Regions from separate parts of the Zea mays genome. Here regions 2 and 3 are each linked to region 1. The links are chromatin contacts, called in public Hi-C maps. All regions are on one chromosome and are shown on one strand. Each heading gives the region's core, a stretch centred on a gene start, on an enhancer-like site or on the middle of the called end of the contact. The rest is flanking DNA. Distances are from core to core; before and after follow the strand shown.

What was found. A called contact is a pair of places that touch in the nucleus more often than the background predicts.
Region 2: a Hi-C map of leaf shows a contact between it and region 1, with 3 times the contacts expected there. The contact joins the promoter of LOC100283166 here to the promoter of LOC100304292 in region 1. A contact is called at or near these places in 6 of 25 Hi-C or Micro-C datasets (ear, leaf and an unstated tissue).
Region 3: a contact with region 1 is called in a Hi-C map of leaf, with 6 times the contacts expected there. The contact joins the enhancer-like site here to the promoter of LOC100304292 in region 1. A contact is called at or near these places in 11 of 25 Hi-C or Micro-C datasets (bundle sheath, ear, endosperm and 4 more).

Annotation. Positions count from the first base shown.
Region 1 is chr9:139,932,779-139,937,200 of Zm-B73-REFERENCE-NAM-5.0, reverse strand. LOC100304292 (glucose-6-phosphate 1-dehydrogenase) reads left to right here and starts at 2,520. Exons shown (of 12, transcript NM_001361277.1): 1 at 2,520-2,838; 2 at 4,049-4,262. The coding sequence starts at 2,767. LOC100217305 reads left to right here. Exons shown (of 10, transcript NM_001143652.1): 6 at 28-105; 7 at 197-248; 8 at 379-650; 9 at 1,202-1,447; 10 at 1,627-2,092. The coding sequence ends at 1,773.
Region 2 is chr9:140,141,943-140,146,364 of Zm-B73-REFERENCE-NAM-5.0, reverse strand. LOC100283166 (SNF1-related protein kinase regulatory subunit beta-1) reads right to left here and starts at 2,435. Exons shown (of 4, transcript NM_001156068.2): 1 at 2,089-2,435. The coding sequence starts at 2,322.
Region 3 is chr9:140,068,326-140,072,747 of Zm-B73-REFERENCE-NAM-5.0, reverse strand. No RefSeq gene overlaps it. Among protein-coding and RNA genes, the nearest start is that of LOC103639198, 41 kb to the right of the region's middle. Within about 2 kb of position 1,942, at least 9 of the 20 cell types and tissues checked have an H3K27ac peak or open chromatin away from gene starts, as enhancers often do. A contact at or near this core is called in endosperm, leaf and leaf mesophyll, where this site is marked.

The DNA.
Region 1 (4,422 bases), core at 1,271-3,770:
CCTTTCTAATATTTATTGTTTTCAAAGGCATATGTGCAACAGCTAGAGAGCAGTAAGCTAAAACTTGCAAGCCTGGAGCAAGAACTCCAGAAAGCTCGACAGCAGGTGTGTTTATTTGGTTGATACTGGGGACACTTTTTTTGCTGACAGGTCTCAAATGGTTCTTTTAATTTTATTGCTTGGATATTAATTGTAGGGAATCTTCATTTCTAGTTCTGGAGATCAAACTCATACTATGAGTGGAAATGGTAAAATTTCTCTCTCTCTCATGCACACCCCCACACATCCTTTCTGTAATTGCTTTTTGCAACCTTACATCATTGTAATGCTCAAGTGCTTCAAAGGATTATAGCTGACGAAGTAAGCTCATCTCTGCAGGAGCTATGACCTTCGATTTAGAATATTCTCGATGGCAAGAGGAACAAAATAAGCAGATAAATGAGCTGAGGACTGCAGTAAATGCTCATGCAAGTGATAGTGACCTCCGTCTTATAGTCGATGGGATAATGGCACATTATGACGAGATATTCAGGCTGAAGGGCATTGCTGCAAAGGCTGATGTGTTCCATATACTTTCAGGCATGTGGAAAACATCTGCTGAAAGGTGCTTCTTGTGGCTTGGGGGTTTCCGTTCGTCTGAGCTTCTAAAGGTGCATGCATATGATATAGATCAAGTTATATGAAACCACCTTTGATTTCAAATAGTCTTGGTACCTGCCTCAAAATGACTGACACCCCACACACCATAATCACCACCTCAACGCACACACACATCACCACCGCAACACACACACATCACCACCACCACCAATTTGTAAGGGCTGTTATCACCTATATATCAGTGCAACTACTTCCATAATGTCCAGTTGTCCACTTCTTTTTGGTATTATTCAATATCATTACAGATGTCAGGACTGTAATTTACAAGGTATCCCCCAATGTACCAATGACATGATGACATGAATCTTAAGGTCCTGCATGCTGTTGTCACATCCAATGGCTTTTACCAGTTTGTAACTGTAATATATTTTCCTTGACAAGAGTGCTGTGTAGATGCCCAAAACAACTTACATTTATAGCCTATTGCAGGAGTATTTTCCTTAGTAGGGCGTGAATTTTTATTTTATTTTATAATCCGTACCATTCAATGGATGTTTCTGCTTCAAGATGAACTATTCCTTACACTTTTGTAAAATTGCAGCTCCTTGTGAATCAGCTTGAGCCTCTAACTGAGCAGCAATTGATGGGGCTGTCCAATCTGCAGCAATCTTCTCAGCAGGCTGAGGATGCATTGTCACAAGGAATGGAAGCATTGCAGCAGTCCTTGGCAGAAACGCTGGCTGGGTCCCTTGGTCCATCAGGATCTTCTGGAAACGTGGCAAACTATATGGGTCAAATGGCTATGGCCATGGGAAAACTTGGCACACTCGAGAATTTCCTTCGCCAGGTAAACTTTTCAGATACCTCCAACCCTGGCAAACATTTAGTTTTGTTGTTTCTGTTGTTGACTGTCATAGGGAGATCATGTCATTTGATTCGATACATTTTCTCTACTTTTAAGAAATATATGTATGTAGCTCTTGGTGTTCCTAGCTCTGAAGACTTTTGGTGTTCTATTATCGTTAGGCTGACAATCTACGACAGCAGACCTTACATCAGATGCAACGTATCCTGACAATCCGACAAGCTGCTCGTGCGCTTCTTGCAATCCATGACTACTTTTCACGTTTGCGCGCACTGAGTTCTCTTTGGCTTGCTAGGCCACGAGAGTAACATCACCCCCGTTGGGGTCACTCGATGAACTGATCTGTGAATGTGGGACTGCTGGCTGCAAACTCGCAAAGCATTTGCAGATGACTGGAGGATCAGTCCTCTCTGTACAAGTTGTATTAACATCTTCTGGTCTCATATTGTGCTCCAGTGTTGTACAATTTAGGGAAAAGCTTGGATTAACTTGTAAGTTATCATGAATTTGTTATTGGCATATTGTACAATTGTATTAGCAATAAAAATAGAAGTACATAAGTGCTGGAAGCCTGGAAGGATATCCAGAATCTATATTGGTTGGAAACGAGCAGCAGAAGATTGTTATAGATTGTTATGTTGCTTTGAATATTCGGTTGTAAGTGCCTTTTTTGGGGTATATAGAACAAAGAAAGATTCAGGAGAGATGTAGGGATTCACCAGAGGCTATCGGGGATTGTGCTTCTAGGAGCTCCCTGGACTATCTCTAGCAAGTCTCATATTAAGCTCTACTCTGTAAACAGTGATACATTGAATTGAACGTGCTACGGTTATGATGGTAACATTTGCTATGCATTTTTTAGGATGAATTCTGTGACATTAAAATTTAGTACACATTTTGACTGAGGATTCTGTAAACATTTCTTTCACAAGTTATCTAGGCAAAATTCGAACTTTTTCTAACGCATCGAAGAAGTGCATATGCTTTCGATTCCTGGGGAATTCCGGTATTTTCCATCAAATTCTGGTAAAGCATCCTGGGCTCCTGGCGGTTAGCCAAGAATTCCATCAATTGCTCTATACACGACGTCGTCGACGTGTAATGTAAAGCTACAGCGGTTCAACTTCGACGGCGGCCCCAGCCTCGCTACACTGTCGCTATCCATTTTCCCCGTCACGAGCTGCCATGAGCAATTAAGTCTTCTTCACTTCCTGGTTCCCAGTATTGGTCGAGGCGATCTGACGGAGGGAGCAGCCAAGTCAGCAAGTACCGCAGCACCAAGCAGTCGAACAGCGCCGAAGATGCCAGGGCTCGCCGCGTCGGCGTCCGCAGCTCCGGCGCCGTTCTCGTTGGCGACCTCGCGCTTAACCCCGGTGAGTACTCGCCACGAGCGGCTGTGGTGCTGTATCCCTGGTCGGTGCTAGGATGCAGAAGTGCTGGTTTTCTTTCCTTCCGGCGCTGCGCGCTTAGCTTGCTCGATGAAATGCATCAACCAATTCGCATGCCGCTGGTGCGGTAGCGTTCTGGAGCAATACGTGCCCGTTGCAGATTCACGGAGTGGGATGGCGAGGCTTTGCTTTGCCAGTGCCAGCTTGTGATCCTAGTGAACCTTTCTGCCCTTCTTGGCTCTGCAACGCAAGTTTATAGCATCATCCATGATCGCGTTTTCGCCACGGGTTCCATATGATGCTGTTTTATTTCCTTCCCTCCCCGGTGCCGGAGGTGGTGTGTGTGTGTGTTGGGGGGCCGCATTAGGGCAGCTCGCCCACTCAACGAGCTGAAGGAGTCTTGGCTCGAAGTATGGCTTACGAGCTGCACCCTAATAAATAAAATTGCATTATATAATGACTTAATAGTATATAAATATGAAAATTATAATTATCATTTAACACTATAAGTAATCTAAATTATAAATTGTCTTATATTCATCGTCAAAGGCTAAGGAATGAGTCAGATAGCTATAAAATTATCTAATATCTATCATTATTATATTGGTTGATTAATTTTGTATAGCCAGCAAGCCGGCTCGCAAGCCGGAACGACGGGCTCGGCTCTTGGCTCGACTCGTTGGACCAACGAGCTTGAAAACCTGGCCTGGCTCGGCTCGCAAGTCGCTCTAAGCCGAGCTCGAGCCGGCTCGCGAACCTCAAGCTTTTTTTCAGCCCTAGGCCACATTGAATTGAACGTGTGACGTATCAACATGCTCCTGTTTGGATATTCGAGAAATGTGGTACACATAAAAAGGTGTGCTGGTTTGATATGAACCGCACACGCTTGGTTGATGGAATTGTTGTTGCATCAATAGTCAATCCATTACACAGGGGCAGATTGTTTGTTGGTTTGAATGCTATGTTTGTTTACGTTGTGCAGTACATGAATAAAAAACTTGTCTCCCTTTCCCCACCATTGGCCAATTGAAGTCTTGCAAAAATTGCTTTGCATTCGGTGGCTGACAGACAAATTTATCACATCCGATTTATTAGGCATTGATGACGGGATGGAGTTTCTTAGCTTACATTATTTGGTAGTTACACATTGCTATATTCATCTATTGATCTTTCTACTTGATGCTTCTTTACATAGGTTGCAAGACCTGCTCCAAGTTTCAGAACGCAAGCTTGTGGATTGAGGTGCTGGATTGCTGCAAAGCTGAAACTCCGCAAGGCATTGAAAAGGCATCACGGATGGCAACTTCAAAGAAATCTAGATGCTCGAGGGAATGATAACGTTCCAGATTGCTTGGAGGCTGCATCTCTGACTGAAAAGAGAAGTCATTGGAACATGCATCTTGCTTATGGTTGTCACTCTATTGGGAAATCCGTTGTCTTGAGTCCGTTACTTTGCATGTGCAGATGTGCTTATCACAGTTGTCATTATTGTCTTAATGCCTTATGATTTCGTCAGTGCTGCTGACACTGGATTGCTTCATACTTTTGATAGTTACATTCAATTTGCAT
Region 2 (4,422 bases), core at 1,186-3,685, 210 kb before region 1:
ACAAATGCTACTAGGTCTATCATTATTAACTGCAACAGTTTTGGGAGCAATTAACAATAAATTACCAAGCATATTTATGTGAATGTTTTTTGTTTTCTCACAAGTCCTATGCTCATAATGCCACAAGCTGAATCACATCTGTGTGTAATTGATCTTTCCTGTTTTTAACTATCAATGCAGTCTTGTGCCATACACAAAAAAGGGATGCTTTAGAAATCTGAGTTGCAGATACATTATGCGAAGGAAAAGCATCCTATCGAGCCATTCTGAAGCCCAGTGCTTAATGTCATTCACTTTTCATCATAAGCAGTTTGAGACCATAGTTTAACAACTACAGTGAAAACTTCATGGATAAATTTGCTAGTTATCTTTGGATCCCTAATCAGTTAAACAACAAATAATTTATTTTCCATGTATTTATCTGCAAACCGTCTAGACATGAGAATGGAGATGTTGCCCTCGATGGGAACTGATGGCTAAGGAGTCTTTTCGATATTTAGGATCGATACTATAAAAGGATGGTGACATTGATCAAAATGTTAGGCATATAATTTCAGCCGGTTAGTTGAAATGGTGTAATGCTTCTGGTGTCCTATGTGACAAGAGGGTGCCACAAAAGCTTACAGGTAAGTTCTATAGGACGACGATTCGTCCGACGATGTTATATGATGCTGAATGTTGGCCGACAAAGAAGCGACATGTCCAGCAACTGAGTGTAGCAAAGATGCATATGTTGTGTTGGTTACTTGGTTTTATGGACACACAAGAAAGGATAGAGTCCAAAACAAAGATATTCGGGATAGGGTCAGTGTGACATCCATTGAGGAGAAATTTCAACATCGGTTGAGATGGTTTGGACATGTACAAAGGAGATCTCTTGAGGTGCTGGTGCATAGAGGGGTCTTAGAGTGGGTCGATAATGTAAAACGAGGTAGGGATTGACCTAAAATGACTTGAGACGAGGTGGTAAAAAGAGACCTTAAGGAGTGGAATATCTCCAGGAATTAGCTAAGGATAGGTGCACTTGGAGACTAGCAATCAACGTGCCTGAACCATGATCTTTGTCTCTTTTTCTATTTATCTTTGTCTCTTTTTCTATTTATCCTTAAATCTATTGTCTGTCTTTTATCATTTCGGTGTTTTTTTCTATCCTTCTTTTGGGTTTCATCTCTAGCCTACCCCAATTTGCTTGGGGCAAAAGGCTATGTTGTTTGTTTGGTTGTTGTTGTATTTATCTGCACACCGCCAGAGTGCACCGCCTGTGTTTCATGTGGTTTAGTCTTCAGAAGAAACAGTCATTTTAAAATCAGAAGGTTGCTGACTGTATATATGAAAAATGCCAATGACTGTATATATCGATGTTCATGTGACAACACAGTTTAAAGTATCATCAACACAGGTGTATATAAAATGTCAACATATGCCAGAGACCTGACTTCCTTCCCTGTTCCTGAGCAATAATTAATTGCTGGTGTGAATACATGAAAAGAAAGGCTTGCGGAGAGTAATCTAGTTGTAAATAACTAGTTGGAACATCAATCTCAACACTGATTTAGGCAATCAAGTGAAATTCAAGAAACATCACTCTGTTATTATGACCAATCAACAACTCGAGTACACTGGCAGCTCCCCGTTCAGCAGCGGGCTGTCTGACAGCTTAACTGCTTAAGTATCATCAAAGAAATATTCTGACAAAATCTACTGCTGATAAAGACCAAGGACCAGCCAAAGTTGGCTTTCGTGTTCTGATGGGTGCAAAAAAACGTTTCGCCGCACTGCAAGCGCAACTACTAGTTAAGCTACGAAGTGAGCAACCTGCACGAAATGGCACGGCAGCTAAATTGGTTCATTGAAAAGACGCTTTTCGGTTGGCATCAATCACAAGCGAATTCGGACGACACCAAACCTTGCTAGACACCTCCAGATCGCGAAAACTCGTCGCATAGGACCCTAACCAAACCAACCAAATCACGGGCATCTCCAGATCACCCGGCCACCTCCCGAGCAAACAAGCATAGGAAACCAAAGCCTGGATTAACCAAACGAGCAAACAAACCAACATAGCGGGGCGGGATCTCGTGATCTGACCTGGGGCACGAACATCCGCGGCGAGAGCGAGTGACCGGGGCTCCCGGGTGGCGATCCGGCGGCGGCGCCGCCCCCTACGACGCCCACTGAGCACGCGCGCCGCACGTGGTTGGCTCCTCCGCTACCGTACGATGGGAAGTCGCGCTCCGACGAGTCCCCTCCGCCGTCCTCCACGTCGGCGCCGTCGCCGTCAACAGCCGCGGCGTCCTCGTCGCGGCCGCTGGCGTTTCCCATACCTCCTCTCACCCCCAGCCGCCGTGGCGGAGAAGAGGCGCGAAATTACGAAGATGCCACCAGGGCGGGCCTGGTGCCGTGCCGCTAGGAAAAAGGGGGCGGGGGAGAAGAAGAGAGGGACGGGGCTGCGGGGCTCGTAAAATATAAGCGCGTGCCACACTGCCCTTGCCCGGAGCCGGAAGCGTGGCGTCACACGTGCACGGTGCACCCGGTGCTCGATGCTCGTGGTCTGACCGCCACTTCCCCGTGGGACCTATGCTGTTTGGTTGGTATGTGGTGCCCAAGGCGTCTTTGGGAGGGCAAAGCGCGCGCATACAGTACAGTACTGGTAACGTGGACTGGGGCCGGGTCACGGCTCGTACGTTGGAGGGGAAGGGAATCTGGGCTGGGTCGGGTCGGGTCGGGTGCACTGGTGCAAGCTTCTGGGACCCGACACCCGGCATCATTAGTAAAGATAGCAACGGGAATTCTCGTCCATGAATAGCTCGTTATCCTCGTTCTTGTAAAAAAAAATCCTAGTGAAGATTTTTACGAACGCTTATAAAAGATATTTCTTTCACATCTTCGTTTCTCGGATAAATCCTTGACGAGGATCTCCATTCCACTTAAATTATAATTAAGACATATATCATTTGTTATTAATGTAAAAATTGATACTTATACACATCATCAGATATAGATGAGCAAACGGGCCGCCCGGCACGGCACAGCCTGGGTCCGGCCTAGGCACAGCCCAATTAGGCACGGCACAACTAGGCCCACGGCCTGCCGGGCTGGGCTTGCACAGTCATGCGTGTCTTACAAGAGGCCCAAGCACGGCCCTTCGGTCCGTTTTTCGGGCCGGGCCAGCCCAAAAAGCCCTAGCCCAAAACAGTGTCGGGCCGGCCCGAAGCCCAATAACAGAAAAAATACAATTTACACAAAAATATACACAAATATTGAGCTGTTAGTGCAATGCCGCCTCATTAAAAACCTTTCTAGGTAAAACTCACACCTCGTGAGAAACCCTAGAAAGGAAAAAAGAGTACGGTCAGCTCAGTTTATAATTCAAATGTTCAAAGTTATAACAATTTACAAGCCAAAGTGTCAGGACAGATCAGAAATCAGAAACACTTTACATCCAGCCAAAGTCTCAACTCTCAACCCACAAGATCAAGCCAAAGTGTCAGTAGCACCAGCACCTTCATCCAGCCAGAGGTCCTTGAAGGACTCCTCTAATTCATTGTCCACCACAGCATGTTGTGCCCGCTGTTGGCTTAGCTCCCAATCTTTGATGCACACCAACATCTCCACTATCTCTGAGTTCATGCGTCGTCGTCGATCCTCAAGAATCCTGCCAGACAAACTGAAAGTAGACTCCGAAGAAGTAGTTGAGGCAGGAACAGACATAATGTCTCTAGCCATAATTGAAAGAATTGGATAGGTTAGTTTATGCTCATGCCACCAATTTAAGATAACAAAATCATCCTCATAGGCAGCCACATTGTCACTGTCAAGGTAAACAGTTAGCTCACAAAGACCCACCCCAGGTCCACTACTACCTGAAGAACCTGATGCAGTTAAGGATCTAGAAGCACCTGTTCCTCCAGAAATTTTACCCCATGTCTGTTTTCTCTTACCTGTCATACATGATTGATGTGTGGTTCTGAATGACCTAGCAGCACCAAACTTAGTTTCATACTTGGCATATAACTTATACAACTCAGTCTTAACATCAGCAAAATAAGTACTGTAATTATAATTGTTAGATTGAGAAAGCAGTTCAAGAACATTATACAAACCCCTCATTTTAGCTCTAGGGTCTAGAACAAATGCAAATGAATATAACATTGGAATAGACTTCCGGTACTTCATGAACTTAGCTTTCATTGGAACAACAACATCACTTAGATTAGTATCATGTTCATGTTCATGCAGGTGGCTAGCAAATTCAAGTATGTGATGGATTACCAAAAGACTGGTGGGGTAATAAACACCAGACAAGACAACAGTTGATTCATAAAACAGCTCAAGGAACTCTAAAACCTTTTCAGCTACATACCAATGTTGTTCATTAAGTAGAGGATAGCCATAGTGTGTATTAATGAACACAGAAAACAC
Region 3 (4,422 bases), core at 693-3,192, 140 kb before region 1:
CGAGTATCGTCAGGCTGATACGCATGATTGAAACGCTGCCTGCAGTGTAGCGCATCATGACCATATATGTTGCATACCTGACATGTTGGCTTAGGTCCGCTACCGCCACGTCCAGAGTTGTGACCGCCGCCACCGCTGCCACGGCCAGAACCGCCTCGTCCACGGTTCTGGCCACCATGGCCACCACTACGAGTGTTGAAGGGATGGCGAGTAGCAGCATTCGCCGAGGAATGGATCTCACCAGTGGAGGTGTAGCGTTGGAGACGAGCTTCGGCACTCAGAAGATGAGCGAAGAAGGTATTGAGATCCATCGATGTATCACGCAGGGCAACAGTCGTGACGAAGGACTCAAAATCAGAGCCCAACCCGGCCAACATGTAGCCGAGGACTTCTTCATCAGAAAGGGGGTGACCCAAAGAAGCCATGGTGTCAGCATACCCCTTCATCTTCTGGAAGTACGCAGCGGCTGTGAGATCTGCCTTCTTGGCGTTGGAAAGCTGATAGCGAACCTGCATGATCTGGGCACGATTTTGGGAGGAGAACATAGCGTGCAACGCAGACCAGGCAGCAACAGCACTGGTGTGCTGGGTCATTTGGCCTAGCATTTCTTCAGACATGGATGCAAGGAGTGCAGAAAGAATGAGTTGATCAAAGGCGAAACAACGAAGGTAATCTGGGTTGGGAACCTGAAGAGCATCGGCTCCAGTTCCGGTGGTGATGACCGGAGTCGGTGGTGGAAGCGAGCTATCAACATGGCCGAACAACTGATGAGCACGAAGGATCGGCGTGACTTGAGCTTTCCACAGGAAAAAATTGGTGCGGGAGAGACGGATGGTGATGGCGGTGCTGAGGGAAGGAGCAGAGGTAACGCCTGAGAAGCTGCTGTGTGTAGTGGTTGTTGACATGGCGAGGGAGGATGGAAGGAAGAATGGATCTTGGCTCTGCGATACCAAGTTAAAAGATTAGATTGGGCTGCTCACCTCATTCTGGTGGCATGACTTGATTACTTATAGGTACGATTTACAGGATAAGCTCAGCATAATTTCAGGGATAAGCCCCCTAATAGACTATGCGTTTACATGCTAATCTAAACTGATATAGCTATAAACTAGGATGTTGTTACATATCTTGATACACTCTAACAATAATCAATCATTAGGCCAATATCCTAATTCCTAAATCGGCCCAGCCCTTTGGGGAACAGTATACTGAGTACGTGTAGTATACGTGGCAATTTTAATTTGCTACCATTCACGTCATCAGTCCTCTCGACTGCATATGATATATGTACTAAAATAATCAATGATGACACGACACACGAGTACATAGGCCATCTATTTCACTGGTAGGAGTATATGAATTCCTTAATCAGTCCTCTCACTGCACTCATAATAATAGACTTTAGCTAGCTAGGGCAAACACCAAGTACAAGCTATATATATAGAGAGTCATCTATATTGAAATGACTCCGTACGTACGTAAATGAGAATTTAGAGAGTGTGTTTAAGAAAGACTTTTCAAGGCACACACAGTAAGAAAAATCACTAACCCAACTTATTGCATCTTATAAAAAAAAAGTTTAGCCCATGCAAACGGTCCCTAAGTCAAAATAGACAATGCTTAGAAGTAAATAAGAAATGGCTTTCTGGTCCAAGATTGCGTCTCCATTTGCCACATATTTGTAGTTAAATAGGCACCAGCTGCAAGGTAGTTTCTGCTGGTTGTCCCGTCTCCCTGCTCACGTGAATGCGAGGTCTGAAATTAACGTTCGCTCAAAGACGATTATTGTCTCCTGCTTGATTTGAGCGTCGACTCCGATCCGTGTGGCATCCAGTTCATACTTGGTTCACGCGGCGCCTAGCTGATATGATATGTACTGGTCGTGGGCGGAACGAAAAATTCAGCAGAATTCTACCGTGCCAATTGCAACAAATAATAATCCAGTAAAAGCCGATGCCAGCACGGCAGCTACATATTGGACACGGACGGTCGCAGCGGGTGGCGTGTTGGCACTTGGCAGCGCAGATATAGCCAAGCAAGAGTGACGCCACCGTCCTCCGTCATGCCGATAAGGTAATCAACAACATCCGCGCGCGGACGATCGATCGTGAGCAAACGTGCGTTGTCCCGATCTCTATTCATATACTGAAATTGTCTTTCCTACGGCCACACCCCACTCATATATAATCTAAGTCTCTTTGCGGTGGCGGTGGTTCCCAGGCCGGCGGTGGCGGCCCCCGATCCAGAAGGCGAGCGGCGGCAGCGCCTTTGTGCGGTGGCGGCGGTTCCCAGGCCGGCGGTGGCGGCCCCCGATCCAGAGGGCGAGCGGCGGCAGCGCCCTTGTGCGGTGGCGGCGGTTCCCAGGCCGGTGGCCGCAACTCCATTACCTCGACGCGCGGTGGCGGAGGTTCCTCGATCCACAGCGGGCCCTTATGCGGGCAAGCGGCAGCGTCCCCGAAGCTCCGAGGAGGCGGCACTTCCATGGCCGGCGAGCAAGCGACGCCCGTCGACGTGCGAGTAGCGACGGCGACGCATGAGGCGCGATGTTCGAGCGAGCGACGTCACGGAAGGCGCGAGATGCGCGCAGCGATGATCACGCGTGACATCCTCCGATCCGGCGCAGTTTTCTTTTTTGATTATTGTGTTTTATGCCTACCACATGTACTATTTACGCTAAAAACTGTAAGATTTTATGCTTGAACACGGAGTTCGTATATCAGTTTACTGCATGCACATTGGAAAGACAATTCCTTAATTTATGTTGTTCGTAATTTGCACGCATGCAATGGAAACTCCCACGATTTTGCCATAATTTTTGGATCTGTATAAAAATAGAAACCGCATGCATGCGGCTGCCATAAATTTAGGATCTGTCATAAAAATAGGATCGTAATAGCAACCTACTATAGCTATCAACCTCTCATTGACTCGGTATTTACGCTTATAATTGAGGGATCTTATGCTCAAAACTTAAGGTTTTTACGCTTCACCCGGATATGCGTCCACCAGTGAACAACATGCCAGTTTTTTTACGCACAGTAAGGAATTGCATAAGTACCTACACCGTGTCGTATAATTTGTTTCAATATACATCATAAATTAGTTCTAATGCGTTTAGCTACATGACTGTTGGAGGGATCCTATATTTATGAAGAAAATAAAACATTAAATGCGATTTTTTGTTTCTATGCATGCAATTCATTTCCTTTTATTGCATATTCTTTCCATCATAAATTCGTGTGCATACAGCTGGTAACAGATTTTTACGCAGTATACCCAATTGCATAATTATCTACACAGTGTAGCATATTTAGTATCACTATATATCATAAAATATTAATTACGAGTCTAACTGCATTGCTGTTGCAGCGATCCTAAATTTATGGAGGAAATAAAGCATTTAAAATAGAAACTGTCACACATATTTTCCTAAATTTACGCGTATGCAAGGGAACGTGTTTGACTCATGCATGCATTTTGCCATAATTTTTGGATCTGTATAACCGCATGCATGCGGCTGCCATGTTTTTCGAATCTACCATAAAAATAGGATCGTAATAACAACATACTAGAGCTATCAACATCTCACATTGGCTCGATATATACGCTTATAATTGAGGGATTTTATGCTCAAAACTTAAGGTTATTACGCTCCAACCCGGAGGTGTGTCACACCCGGTTTTAAAAGGCAAACCGAATGCGAACCATGTACGTGCCAGGATCAGTTATTCACGTACACAGCAGTTACATAACATGGACATCATCACACAATGCTCTAAATAGGATTAAAAGGGAATAATAGTTGATTACATCATACGTCTGAGACGTCCATATAGTTCTTACAATAAATCAAAGTGCGGAAAAGAAATGTAGATAAACGCGGCCTTCACAGGCAGCCGACTGGGGGTTGCCGCTAACTCACACCTAGAACTCGTCGTAGTCTTGGAACTCCTGGAAGTCTCCTTCCACAGCTTCATCTTCGCCTGAGCAGTGGTTGCAATGCTGACAACATGGGGGGGTTTGGTGTGTAGAGCAAGGGTGAGTACACATCAACATACTCAGCAAGCATCCTGTTTGGCTGTAGTGGACTAGCTTTATGTGGGGATAAGTCAAGCAGTTGCTTTTAGTTGGTCAGATTATTATTTACTAGTAGAAAGCCAAGTTTTAGCATTACCCAAGTTATTAACCCGATGTACCCTTTCCAGACGGAAAGAATACCACTTACCAGCACCATAGTCATAACCAAAACTATCAATCTCATAACCACCTGTACCAAAGTATCTCTGATCAAGTACCACTAATCACTGGAGCTCCCTTGGCCGCTCATAACCGTGAGCACGGCTGATATATCAGTTTTCAAACACTCTGCAGAGGTTGTGCACTTTACCCATAAGCCGTGATTCCCTCTTGCCTCGGGCCGAT